Linked DNA regions of Ovis aries: region 1 is linked to region 2. A link is a contact called in public Hi-C data. All regions are on one chromosome and are shown on one strand. The core of a region is the stretch at or near the end of the contact, and the rest is flanking DNA. Distances in the headings are between cores, read along the strand shown. Region 1 overlaps AHDC1 (AT-hook DNA binding motif containing 1). Region 2 holds the start of AHDC1 (AT-hook DNA binding motif containing 1).

The links. A called contact is a pair of places that touch in the nucleus more often than the background predicts.
Region 1: a Hi-C map of muscle shows a contact between it and region 2, with 5 times the contacts expected there. The contact joins the enhancer-like site here to the promoter of AHDC1 in region 2. A contact is called at or near these places in 10 of 16 Hi-C or Micro-C datasets (blood, hypothalamus, liver and 4 more).

What each region holds. Positions count from the first base shown.
Region 1 is chr2:239,488,583-239,495,279 of ARS-UI_Ramb_v3.0, forward strand. It overlaps AHDC1 (AT-hook DNA binding motif containing 1), which reads left to right. Exons shown (of 7, transcript XM_042245109.1): 3 at 212-389; 4 at 5,720-5,831; 5 at 5,963-6,000; 6 at 6,380-6,697. The coding sequence starts at 6,454. Among named protein-coding and RNA genes, the nearest start is that of WASF2, 23 kb to the right of the region's middle. Within about 2 kb of position 1,874, at least 32 of the 54 cell types and tissues checked have an H3K27ac peak or open chromatin away from gene starts, as enhancers often do. A contact at or near this core is called in liver, muscle and tail adipose tissue, where this site is marked.
Region 2 is chr2:239,441,274-239,448,040 of ARS-UI_Ramb_v3.0, forward strand. AHDC1 (AT-hook DNA binding motif containing 1) reads left to right here and starts at 3,861. Exons shown (of 7, transcript XM_042245109.1): 1 at 3,861-4,337; 2 at 4,581-4,678.

The DNA of each region.
Region 1 (6,697 bases), core at 624-3,123, 45 kb after region 2:
CATAGTGTATGTGTTCTTGTTCATGCATACATATCTGCCCATGCAGAGATATTGCCTGGGGTTTCGAGACATAGTTCGTAGTCCCCAGTGAAGTGAGGTTGGAGCCAATTTCTGTGCAAGGCTAGACCCACCTAGGATGGCCTCCTGGTCCCCCTGTCTGGTTCATCTTGTATCCGTGCTTATGTCTGGGGTGCTGTTTTTGTTTTCACAGATGGGAGCTTGCCTGCCTGTCTACCTATTGGCCTGGACCCCAGAGCCTGCCCAGCTAAGTGCATGCAGAGGGCCCTGGGTTCGGGGTGATTCTCAGGCTGCCAAAGAGACCACCCTGGAATCACTGGCGAAGACAGGCCTTTGCTGCTGAGCTGGGCCTATCTGCACAGCTTGCTCAGGTAACAGTGTACAGAGAAGCTGGGTCTGCTGGCCATCCCAGGAAGTGGGGATCAGGGATACTTCCTTCACAATCCTATCAGGGATCCCTCCCCTCCCAGCTTAGGCCAAAAAGAGGCTCTTTAGTATCAAAATACTGTGACCACACTTACTCAGACTCCCCGTTATCCAGAAAGGCAAGGTCCATGGATATACAGCCAGTTCCCCCAAGTCCTGCCTCCTAGTTGGAGGACCTGCACCTGGATGACCTGAGAGAACTGGGCAGCGAAAGGGGTTGTCCCAGTGACCAGAACCCAGGGCAGAGGTAGAAACCAGAATGCCTGCTGTGTGATGCTGACCCCGCAGGACCCCTCTCTCCTAGAGTCTGTGGAAGTTGAGAGGACCTGGGGAGTTGAGGTACGCTGGGCTGCCCTCCTGGGATGAGATGGGGCAAGGCCGGGGGCAAGAACCATCTCCCTAGCCTGGGCCCAGATGAGCCCACCCAAGCAGGCTAGAGAGCTGCAGAGGCCAGGTGGAGCGGCCCTGCCCTGCAGAGGCAACTCCCCGAACTGACACATGAAGCCTCAGGCTCCAGGAAGCTCCCTAGAGCCCAGCCTGCCTGGGGACCCCACCCAGCTTCCAAAAGAGCATTCCTGGGGCCTGAGGTCTGGGGGGTGGAGTCTCCCGGGATTGTCAGGGTGGGGATGTCAGAGCCGGGTGTACCCAATTGTAAATGTACGGGGCATCTAGTGTGCAAGTACTCCAGCTTGTGTGCAAGCAGGCGTGTGTAGGATTCTGTCCTGAGGTGTGCAGGGTGCTGTACACAGAAGTCTAGGTGGACTGGGCTGGGAGACATTCACGGGCTGCATACATGGTACATGAGAGCGAGTGCGCAGGACTCAGGGTGTGTCCTGTGCAGGTGTGGGGAGGCTAGAGCGTTGTGTGTGCCATGCTGGGTGGTGTTCCTGGGCAGGGTGCTAGTGTACACTGGAGAGGTGTGCAGACAAGACTCTGAATACACCGGGGTGATACACAGGTACACACTGGGTGGGGTGGATCATGTACACAGAGGTTCTTCCACGTGTCACCAGGGAAGCGTGTGTTCAGGGTTCTGGCTGCACACGCTGGGGGATGTGTGTGCACGTGGCTCCATTTGTGCTTTGGAGGTGGGCTGGGCAAGGCTTCAGCTGAGCTGGGCTCAGCAGTGCCCAGCCTTGTGGCCAAACTGCTGAAGTCACTTCCTTTCCAGCAGCAACTTTCCAGGAGGAGGAGTTTTTCAGACCTGGGCGGGGAGGGGTGGGGGGCGGAACAAGGAGCTCTCAGGGGAAGGAGGTGGGCGGTGGTGAGGCTGTGGGGAGGGCCTGGTGGGGCTGGAGGAGGGGTGTCCTCCGGGAGACAGAAGGAAAGACAAGGACAGGAGTCTGGAAGGGCCAAGGGCAGGAGGGGATGGGGGCGGAGCAGGCGGGAAGCACAGTCCCTGGGTGACCTCGGAGAGAGGAAGGGAGGGCCACCCGGCAGGGTGACCCTCGGGTTCAGCCAGAGCTGGCAGTGGTGCCCACACACCTGGCACCCAGGGCAGGGGGCTGGCAGGAGGCGGGTCTAGGGCAGACCTGCTTGCCAGGTGCCCTGCTCCGGGCAGGAAGGGGGTGGGCAAGGGCTTCACAAAGGAGCTCTGTGTGGCTGGGGGTAGGGTGGGGTGGGGTGTGCTGTGCTATTGGGGGGGTGGCCCTGATGATTCCAGGGGGTGGGGCGGGGCTTGCTCCCCTTGGGGGCATCAGTGGCTCTAAGGGGACACCTAGTGGCGAGGGAGGGTAGTGCATTGAATGACCTAGGTGGGAGGGGTGAAGAAACTGAGAGGAGGGGGTGAATTTAGAAGTCAAAAATTAGAATTGGTCGTTGGGACCAGGACAGTTCAAGGAAGCTGCGGGGGAGGGGGCTGACTCTCTGGACAGTGGGGAAGTTTGGTTCAGAGGAGCTCAGCAAACCCAAGTGCAGACACTCTTCCCTGTCATGGCTGTTTGTCCTTAAGGGCTTTGCTTAACCTCTCTGAGCCTCCATTTACATGCCAAATAAGTGACAGCTGCCCGTTATTATTTTCATCATTGTTATTTTTTTGGTAACGATTCTGGTTCGGAGTCAGGTTAGAAGGAGAGCTTCAGGGGTGGGTGGGAGGGGGCTGAAGAGAAGGAAATTGGGAAGAGGGGGTGATGCATAGTTCCTGAGTTGGGGGGGAGGCCAGATCCTGGGAAATAAAGGTCCCCCCCCCAAGGGAGCTGACTGGGGGGAGGTTTCACTGCAGCAGTGATAGCCCCCTTTGAGGCCAAGTTTTCCATTTGAGGACATCCCTGGGCCTTCGGTCTGGGCTGGGAGGGAAATGGTGTGTGCAGGGTGGGGGGGGTGGGGTAGGGAGGAGGCTGGAGAGAGGGTCATGAGGCCGGAAGTGAGAGCTGGGGCTGGCAGCCCGGCTCCCCTGGGGAGGCTGTGGGTGGGGGAGGGGGAGGCTGGCTGGGGAAGGGGTGGGGTGGTCAGAGCCGCAGCGGGGGAGGGTGGGGCTGGGGACTCAAGGATGTGGGCTGGCCCTTCCCGGCACTGTGCGCAGCAGGTTGGGGCCCCCAGCCCCCCTCCCAGCCGGCGGGTGTCCCCACAGGCAGGCTCAAGACACACTGACCCAGAAGCAGACAGACGACGGACAGTGGACCCTTTGCGACTTTGTTCACAGACGTGGGGATAGGTGGTACCCTTGGGAGGGGGTCCAAGAAAACGTCTGCCTGGGTGTGGTGGGGAGGGGAGCCAGTTGCTTCCCTCAGATCCTGGAGGCCGCGGACAGTCAGGAGGTCTGGCAGGACGGCTCGCCCAGAGGTCTTCACGGGTGGGTGGAACAGAAGCAGCCGCTGGAGAGGCGGTTTGTCTCTTCTGCCAAGGTCACACCCTCAGGCCCCCAGTGGGAGGTCTCCAGAGTAGGGAGGGTTGGTGAGCCCCACCCTCATCAAGAGAGGGGCGGTGGCTTGTGGTAGGCATCTCCAAGAGGGCAGTGGGAGCCTCGGGTCAGCTGGGCTGTTGGAAATAGGACCTGGAGATTTCCAGAGTCTGAGCCCCTTCCCTCCTTCGTGAGTGTCTTACTCAACAGTTCTTCCCGCAAGAGCAGCGGTGAGATTCTTGAAGCAGAGAGGGCCTGGCCTAGAAGGGGCCCGACCACAGTCTGCAGGCGGGCATGAGAGAGAACAGAACCCGAAGCGATCTAGTAAATGGGACAGTGAGGAGCAGCTGCGGCCTGGGACCTGAAGAGACACGGGGGTGTTCTGCTTGGATGAGCAACACACTGGGGCTCCCCCTTCCCCATGCTATCTTGTGGTCTTGGGCAAAGTCTGTTTCCCTCTTCCGGTCTTAGTTTCCTTGTCTGAAAAATGGGAGGGGCACGAGGTGACACTGGAACAGTGTACCCACTGGAACAGTGTACCCACTGGGAGGAGCTGATTAAAAATGCAGATTCCCAGGGCTTTCCCTGGTGAAGTGAAGTGAAATGAAAGTCGCTCAGTCGTGTCTGACTCTTTGCAGCCCTGTGGATGTAGTCCATGGAATTCTCCAGGCCAGAATACTGGAGTGGGTAGCCTTCCCCTTCTCCAGGGTGGTCCAGTGATTAAGACTCCGTGCTTCCACCACAGAGGGCACAAGTTCGATCCCTAGTTGGGGAGCCAAGATCCGACAGGCTGCACAGTGCAGCCAAAAAAAAAAAAAACCCACCAAATTCCCAGATGTCCCTTCAGATTTGTGAATCAGACTCCCTGGACTAGGGTCTGGATATCTGAAAGGTTACACAGGTCCCCAGGCCCAGGGTTTAGAAGCCCAAGGGTTAGGTGATTTTAAGGTTCCTCCCAGCCTTAATTTAGACCGCAGCTCTAGAAGAAGCACTTTCAGGAGTGGCCAGAGGAGCACTGCAAGAGCTGGGAGTGGAAGAAGGCTTTGGACTTGGCAGAATTAGAAATCTTGCCACTTAGCAGCTATGTGACTTCAGGCAAGTTATACAACTGCTCTGAACCTGCTTCCTCTGTAACATGGAGGTAATAATCCACGTCTCCCCGGTTCACTGAAGATGCAGTGGGTCATATATGTTGAGGTGCTTTGTAGATGGCATGTTGCTGCCCACCAGAGGGTCGTGGACAAGTGGCCCCGCCCACACCACTGTCCCCAAATCAGCTCTGCTGTTTTCCTGTGGAGTATAAAGTGATCCTCCCAGTGATCAGGGCCCATTCAGCTTCCTGCTCCCCCAAACCAGCTCCTGGGGATCAGCCAGGGCCCTGAGTCCCCAGGCTCCTTTGGGAGTCAGACTTGCCTGGATCTAAATCCCAACTCAGCCCGACCAGCTCAGGGAGTTGCTCAGTAAATGTTTACGTAGCATCCATAGCCCAGGCCCTGGGGCCAGGGGACAGAACGGTAGACAAGACAAACTTGGTCCTTGACCCTGAGAGCCCACACTCTGGGAGAAGACACACTGAACAGCCAGTCACACAAGTAATTGACTGCAGTCCTGATAAATACTGTGAAAGTGAAAGAAAGGGGGCTCTGAAAGTATGTGGCAGGGCCGAGCCAAGGCTAGAGGTGGCAGGGGAGCAGAGAATGTCCCTTTTCACATTCTTAATCTCCCTCCCTCCTTCCACATCCTACCTGGGTCCCACTTTGGGGTCTGGAGAAGAATGAGAGAGAGCCTTATGGAGAAAGGCTGATTGTTCTGTGTGCCTCATTCATTCGTTTGTTCGGTAGATATTTTTTGAAGCACATTCTGGGCTGTGGTGTTGGGGGATACACTGGACAGCAGGGCGGAAATCCTTGCCCTCATGGTGCTTACTACCTTCCAGTGGATGATTTCCTCAACTGTAAAAGAGAGGGTGGTAATTGTATTGATTTCAGGTTTGCAGGGGGGGTTAGGTAAGATGATCCGTATAATGCACTTAGTCCAACGTTTGGCAACAGAGAAAGTGCCCCCAGGACATGAACTTTTATTGTTGTTGACTCCTGATGTGATTGTTGAACCTCAGACCTCAGGCGCTCTTCGGTTTTCTCTGCTGCTCATATCCCACTAATAATCACGTCACTTATGATTGTCTCATCAGTGTTTGTCTACCCAGTGTTTGTGCACAGTAGACACTTCATAGATACTGAGTATATGAATGAATGAATGAATGTTACTTCATCTCTGAGCCTCCATTTCCTCATCTGCAAAATGGGGTTATTAATAGCCCCTACCTCACAGGATTGATATGAAGAATTAAATGAAACGATGCCTGGACAGCTTCCAGCCCAGTGCCTGGCGCCCAGTAGGTGCTCACTAAACCTGAGCTGCGATGGTCCTTTCCAGGCGCTGTCCACGCCCCGAGGCCTGGGCTCAGGCCAAAGTTGCTTCACAACACCCCCAGCTGACAGCCAGCGACTGGCAGAGCCCCCAGGCACGGGGGCCCTCTCTCTTCCAGGTCAGCCAGAGTTCCTGGGGAGCTGGGCTTGGGGTGGGGGTGGAGATGGGGCCCCTTGGGCAGGTGGGCAGTGGTTGGGCTGTGGCTCCCAGACCACTGAGATGGCCTCTTGTCTGTCTTGTTACCCACAGAGATCTCCAGTGTGACAGCCCAGGCGGCAGAGCCGAGGGTGAGTGACCAGGGTTCGCCTGGGGGACGGGGCAAGAAGGAAGAGGCCATGTCCTTGACAGGACCTCCAGGCCCTTAAATTTGATCTGGAGTGGTTGCTCCACCCTGTTCATGAGCGTCCCTCTCAAAAGCAGGTGAATTATTCTCCCCTAGTCCTTAGCCCGGGTCTAGACAAAAGTGGAGGCACTATCAGGAAGTGGAACTGGGGCCCATGGGGGTTCACGGTGCATGTGCTGACTTAGGAAATGCTGAAGGTCACCAGAGGTATTGGGCTTCGGGAGGGGACTCAGGAGAGGGGTGCAGGGGGCCACGGGGGATATGGGAAGCTAATGGGGACTTGGGTGCTCAAGGAGGGACCTGCTGCCTGTCCCGCCCAGCAGGTCCTGGTCCCGGCTTCTCGCACCCTCATGTCAGTCCCGGCCCCGCCCGGCGGCCCTCGGAGGACAAGGTCAGGATGCGTGTGAAGCCCCAGGGCCTGGTGGTGACTTCCAGTGCCGTGTGCAGCTCTCCTGACTACCTCCGGGAGCCCAAGTACTACCCCGGCGGCCCCCCCACCCCCCGGCCCTTGCTTCCTGCCCGGCCCCCTGCCAGCCCACCCGACAAGGCCTTCGCCCACACTTTCTCCGAGAACCCGCGCCCACCCCCACGCCGGGACCCCAGCACCCGGCGCCCACCAGTCCTTGCCAAGGGGGACGACC
Region 2 (6,767 bases), core at 2,611-5,110:
GTTTCCTGTTGCCCGGAGGAATGTGGGAGGACTTTCAGGGAGGGGCGAGTGCGGGGAGGCCAGCACAGGAGGAGGGATAATGGGGACTTGGGGGCCTTGATTCCCACTGTACCACAGTGAAGGAGAGCTTCCTGCCTCCATGGTCTCTGGGGCCCCAGCTCTGAGCTGTTCCCATCCAGAGGAGGGGAAAACCAAGGTTGTAATGGCTGCAGTCCAACGGGCCTCTTGTTCCCAGATCTGTAGCTCAGTGGTTCAGGACAGGCCCTCCACCTCTTTGGGCATCAGTTTCTCCTTCTGGGGACTAGGTTGACTTCCTCTGAAACAATCCAGACCTTTCCTGGGGGTAGCTCCAAGAATGAGGCCAGCCCCAGAACTTCTGTAATCAGGGAGGGCAGTGCCCATTCCTACCCAAGGCTCACTTCACTCTGCCCTTTCCAGGAGCTCCAGGGACGTGGCTCCAGGCTGCTGTGACCTCTCAGTTACTGTTATTATTATTATTATATGGCTCAATAATCCCTCAGCATGCCTGTGCCAGTTTTTCAAACTGCTTTCATATCCATGTGTTCAGTAAATCTTCTCAACAGCCTTGCCTGTAATACAGAGAAGGGGTTACTCTTAGTTTTACACATGTGGAAATGGAGACTCGAAGAGTTAAGGACACGCAAGCAAGAGCAGAATCAGAACCAGGTGTGGAGAATTCCCTGGCTGTCCAGTGGTTAGAACTCCACCCTTCCAAGGCAGAGGGTCCAGGTTCAATCTTTGGGAAGGGAACCAAGATCCTGCAAACTGCTCAGCACAGCTGAAAAATAAAAAGAACCAGGTCTGCCTGCTTCCTATTCCACATGCCCTCCAAACCCTTAGGCCCCACAACTTTTAGCCCCTCTGGACTCTCACTTCTATTTCCTAGGTCTAGCTACATAACACCTTCTGCTTACATTGAGACAAAAGCTGTTGCAGTGAGCTGAACCTAGAAAGGGAAGATTTAGGTTCTTCCTCTCCTTCAAGTCTGCTCTCTCTGGGAGTTTACAGCTACCCTGCCCAGCCTGTGGCTACTTCAGATGCTGTTTTTAAAGACCGGGTAGCCCCCAGTCCATCCTAAAGGAAATCAGCCCTGGATATTCATTGAAAGGACTTATGCTGAAGCTGAAACTCCAATACTTTGGCCACCTGATGCAAAGAACTGACTCATTTGAAAAGACCCTGATGTTGGGAAAGATTGAAGGCAGGAGAAGGGGACAACAGAGGATGAGATGGTTGGATGGCATCACCGACTCAATAGACATGAGTTTGAGTAAACTCTGGGAGTAGGTGATGGACAGGGAAGCCTGGTGTCCTGCAGTCCTTGGGGTTGCATAGAGTCGGACACCGCTGAGCGACTGAACTGAGACCCCTTCAGACTAGGCTGGTAAACAGATATAGCAGTTGGACACTAGGTGGCAGCAGCCACCCACAAGAAGACTTTGTTTGAGTTTGGGGAGGACTCCCCCACCAACCCTCTCCAAAATACAATTTAAAGAGGTTCCAAGAGAAAGACCAGTCCCCAGATGACTGGGAAACCCTGTAGTGCTTGCTTTCCAGCAATGCCCAACACCTTGGGGGCTAAGAGCACTCAACCTCCCTGGGAAGCGGGCTGCTCAAGCAGCCTGAGGTGGGAGGGATGTGCATGGACAACCCTACCTAACTTCTATTCCCCTCTCACTTACAGAGCCATGGACCCTACTAATCTTGGCCCCTGTACCTCATCACCTAATCTCTCCTCTCCCGTGTCTTTCCCAAACTCCTCTTCATCCCACTCCACCTTGGGCTCCCTATCTCCCAGAAGCCATCCTGAATTGCCCCCCAGTTCCTGCCTCAAACTTGATTCAGCTTAGATGGGGTCTTTATGCCCTGGGGCAGAGCCTAATAGGTAAGGATGTTGTGAGGGTGTGAAAGAAAGGGGAACCTGGGCCTTTCCTAGCCTTCCCAATGCTAAAGTCTCACCGGTGGGGGACCAGCTGGGGCAAGATGCCAAAGCCTCATCTATTTGTGTAACTTTAGGTCAGGCTGGGGAGCTGCAAAGGGCCCCTAACAACTTTAACCATTGCTTTCTTTTGTTAATATCTGATCTTACAATGGTTCCCATTCAACTGATAAATCTTTGAACCCAGGGCTTGCCTGTAAGGAGAAGCTACTCCCAAATGGGTGCCTCTGCGGCTGGTCAGCAGCCCGGATGATGCCAGATCAATAGATGGAACTATTTAGAGCCCTAGACCTCTTCCATGGCTGTGGTGCCCCCACTCCCTGCAAAGGGCCAACAGAGTGTCCCCCAGATCCCCCCAACTTTTTTGTCTTAGAGGAGGGGCTTGCAGGTGGTGACAGGGAGCTGCTGTTGGCAAAACGACACCACCTGCCTTTTGTCACACGCTGGCCATCACCTCGTATCACCCTGCAGGGCCAAAGGAAGAGTCCGAAACGGGTGGGCCAAGGACAAAGGCACTGCTGAAGGGACTTCAGACACAGGGCAAGACAGAAAAAGCCAGCAGACATTGGGCAAAGGAATGTCAGACACATAGATGAAGTGGGACTAGCACAGGACCAGTCGGGGCTGGTGCTGGTAGACGCCGGGGACAGGACAGCCACCATGCATTATTCATCTCCGTGTCCCCTGTGAGCCCTGCACACCTCAGTTAACATTTGTCGAATTTAAGTGCCAAGGGAGGACACACAGACGCCGGGAGAGAAGGTCAGATGGAGAGCTTGGAAGTCGCAGCTCCCTGCTTGACCCAGAGGTTAAGCAGTGAGCTTTGGAATGGAACAGACCCTGGTCCAGCCGGGCTCTACCAACTTCTTCAGTAGGGGTCATGGGCCTCAGTGCCCTCATCTCTAAAATGGAAATGATAACAAAATCATTCTACCAGGTCTTTGCAGGACTCAAGAGCCCTGCGGTGTTCAGAAAGTGGCAGCAGCAGCAGTTCTCCTTCTTGCACTGTCCAAAGACCTCTCCTTGGTAACCAGGCCCTGGCAGTGCACATTCCCATCTGTGGGGACAGGCCAGGCAGGGGGCCGGAGCTAGGGGCTGGATAACAGATGTGACCTGCAGAGGAGGTAGGTGAAAGTGCTGAGTCCAGCCCCCTGGGCCCAGCAGGAGCTCTGAACTGTTGAATCTGAATGCTGCTTCCTGACACCAGGAAGAAGCTCAGTCGAATTCAGGAAGGCAAGGCTGTGTGTGTGTGTGTGTGTGTGTGTCTGACAGAGAGAGAGATCTGTGGAGAATCCAGGACTTCATGCTCTTGTCTTCCTCGGACTTCTAGAAAAACTAGTCTTTGGTGGAGGTGGCTAAACCCAGAGCTCAGAACTTGAGATTGGGGGTCCCTGAAAGGAGGAGGAGGTGCGGGCGGGCTTTGAGTTTTCTGGAGCAGCCCTCTCTCCATCAACCCTTGCGCTTTACTCAATAGGTAACCTTCTCATGAAGGGAGAGCGCCTCCAGATTCAGGGAGCCGGCCGTCTCCTCTTACCGCTTCCTCTCTCATTTAATTGGGACGCCCCCAGAAAGTCTCAAGTCCTTTTAGCTAGTCCCTCGATTCCCCCATTCTACTCTTTCCATTCTCAGACCCCGCCCCTTCACTCCCACCCGCAACCTCCGCTCCGGCCAAAGCCCCCCGCAGCGGGACGAGGAAGGTGGGGAACGTTGGTGATCCTTAGGGAAGAACGCAATCCCCCTTTGGTAAAAGAGGAAGCGCGCGAGGGCTCGGGCGCTGGGTGCCCCCTGCGGGCTCCCGGCCGCGCCGTCGGAGCTGCCGGCGCCGCCCCGCCCGCTCCGCGCGCGGAGCGGCCGAGGCGGGGACTACAAGTCCCGGCGAGCCGCGCGCGCGCTCCCCCCTGGGGTTCCGGATGGTGAGCGGCGAAGGTAAGGCGAGCTCGCAGAGGCAGCGGCGGCGGCGGCGGAGACGGAGAGAGGCAGGCAGGCAGGCAGGCAGGCAGGGCGAGGGCGAGAGACGGCGAGGGGAGGGAGCGAGCGAGGCAGACCAGACAGACAGACAGGCGGGCGGGCGGGCAACGCGAGCCACCCGCCAGGCTGCGCTCAGCCCCGCTCGCCGCGGAGAGAGCAGAAGGCAGGAGGAGGGAGGGGAGGAGGGGGAGGGAGGGAGAGAGGGAATCCAGCTACCACCACCCAAAGCCAGCGTCTGCTTTCTGTCCTCATTTCCTTTTCCCACCCAGCTCTGAGAGCAGAGAAAGGCAGAGGGAGCGAGAGATTGAGACAGTCAGAGGGACAGACAGACAGCCAGAAGAGAGCGGGAGGGAGGAGGGCGGAGGAGGAGGAGCAGGAGGAGGACTACGCGGGGCGCGTTCCCTCCCAGGTTTGCAATTGGGGGGGTGGGGGTGGGGGTGTCCAGGGCTGTGAGAGTGTGTGCGCGGTGGTGGTGGTGGGGGGAGCAAGGGGGCGCAGAGAGAGAACGAAGGAGTGATCGAGGTGGGGGGCGCCGCGGGAGCTGGGGGGCCGGGTCCAGCGGAGTTAGCGGCGGAGAATGTGAGCCGAGGCGCGAGCCATGCTGTCAGCAACGGCGGGCGGCTCAGGGCTCCTCCACGACTCCTCTCCCCAGCTGCCGGGCGCCCGCGTCGCTGCCGCCGCCGGAAAACAGACGCCCCCCGAAGCCCCTCGCCTGGCTCGGACCCACGGAGCCGGCAGCCCAGCACTCCGGTGAGTGGCGCCTCCTCCCCGGCCCTAGACCCCCGCTGGGGACCGGCCGGCCGGGCTCTTTTGTGCAGCGCACCGGGGGGGCCCCGCGCCCCCTCCGCGCGCCCCGGTCCGGTCCGCCGGACCCCGTGGCTGCGGTGCCCGCGGTGCGATCGGTCTTTGTTTCCACCGGGGCCCGCGGCTCGGCTGGGCTCGGCTCGAAGCCTGGCAGGCAGCGCCGGGAAGGGGGAGGGGGAGGTGGACGAGAAGGGGGGGCGGGGAGGGGGGGTTCTCGGGTTTCCTGGCCGCCCCGCGGCTCCCCCGGCTCGGGGGCGAGGTGCGCGCCCAGCGCTGCCGCGCGCCCCCTCCTCCTTCCCCCTCCCTCCGTCTTTGGATTTAAAACTGCAATTTGCTCTCCAGCTTGCTGAGAATGTAGGGGGGGGGGGTGGGTGAAGGGGGGGACCGTGGGAGCGGAGAACAAGGCTGGATTTTAGGAACGGCGCTGGGAAAGGGGGAGACTGCGGAGGGGAGAAGCCCCTCCCCTCCAACCCCCAAATCCCAAGGTTCCGCTTGTGCTCTGGGAGTTGAGGGGCGGGGACCTAATGACCCGGAGGGGGTGTGGGGCGGAGGAGGGATTTGGGGGCGGCCGGGGCCGGAGGGGTTGGGCCGCGTGCCCGGTTACCTGGCGAACAAAGTCGGCTCACTTTTGCATAAATAAATAAATAATCGCCCATCAATGCGTTTCCTCTGAGGCTCTGATTGAATCGGGGGCCCCCTCTTCCCCAGGGCTTGGGGTGCTGAGTGACAGCTGTCAGCCCCCTGGGCCAGTCGCTGGGGGGTGAATCGCTGAATCCCTCCGCTTTCTGGCTCCGGGCGCATTCCCCTGCTGGGTCTTGGTCCCCGGGCAGAGCCAGAGGGGCAGGGGGCTGGCTCCGAGTCTAGGAAATAACCTTGTTTCCTGTTCTACAGGAAAAGGGACGGCAACCCAGAGAGTTTGGGGGCTGGGGATGAAGACTGATGGGAGCCGGAGGGGTTCCCCAGCAGCCTGACCCCCCAGCCTCCTGCCAGGCGCAGGGGCCGGCCGAGGGAGGAAGGATGTGGGCCTTGCTGGCCCGAGGCGGGAGCTGGGGCTGTCCCCGAGGCGGGCAGCGGGCACCGAGCAGGAGGAGGGAGACAGAGAGCAGCGGGGGCGGGAATTCTCTACCGCAGACCCTGGGGGCCGGGGCCAGATGTGGAGGGGTGGGGAGTCCCCCCTCCCTGCTAGCTTGGGGGCCCCGGGGGCTGGGCTGTGAGGGGCTGAGCCTAGTGCCCTGGGTTCTGCACCAAGTGCCTGACTGGCAGGGCCAGCTGAATTTGGGCCCAGGCGTCACCCTGGGAGGCAGGGCCAGCCTGCACCAGCCTGGTCCCTGAGCACAAGGAGGGACCCTTGGGGGGCCTATGCCTGTCTGGCTGGGCAGGCGTTTCCCGCCGGACCAGTTGGTGTCAGGCGGGACTTGGCCCCAGCTCCCTGGGCAGAGCTCAGGGTGTGAGGACAAGCTTTGCCTCTGGGTCAGGGTGGCCACATTTTGTCCGCTGCTGCTGCTGCCGCCGCCGCCGCCGCCGCCGCCGCCGCCGCCGCCGCCGCCGCCGCCGGCGGGGCGGGGGCATGTGCCCGGGCCTGGGCAGAGTCCTGCCAGGAGCATTTGGGGTGTTTCTATTGTTGGCTTGTTCCTGTTCCGTGTGGCCCAGTGTGTGTAGCTGTGTGAGCTGGGGCTGTAAGTGAAAGATTACCAGTCAGTCCACACCCCCAACCCACACCCCCACCCCCACCCCACCGCCTGCCTGTTGGGGGCAGGCTGGGTTGTGGTGGTGAGCTGTGGGGGACCCCCCTAGGTGGCATGTGCCTGCAGCTTGCCATCTCTCTCCTTTGAACAGATGTATATTTATTTTTATGGTAATGGAAAATCAAACTGGATAGTAAGTTGAATTCTTTTTTTTTTCTCTTCTGCTGTGTCAATAGTTGGAATAACCCCCAGAGACGAATGAACTTCTTGCCCCAAAGCTCCTACCCTCCAGAGGTTGCAGAGATCAGTGAGGGCATGAGTTTTTGGGGGCCAGTGGGCACCAGTTCAAA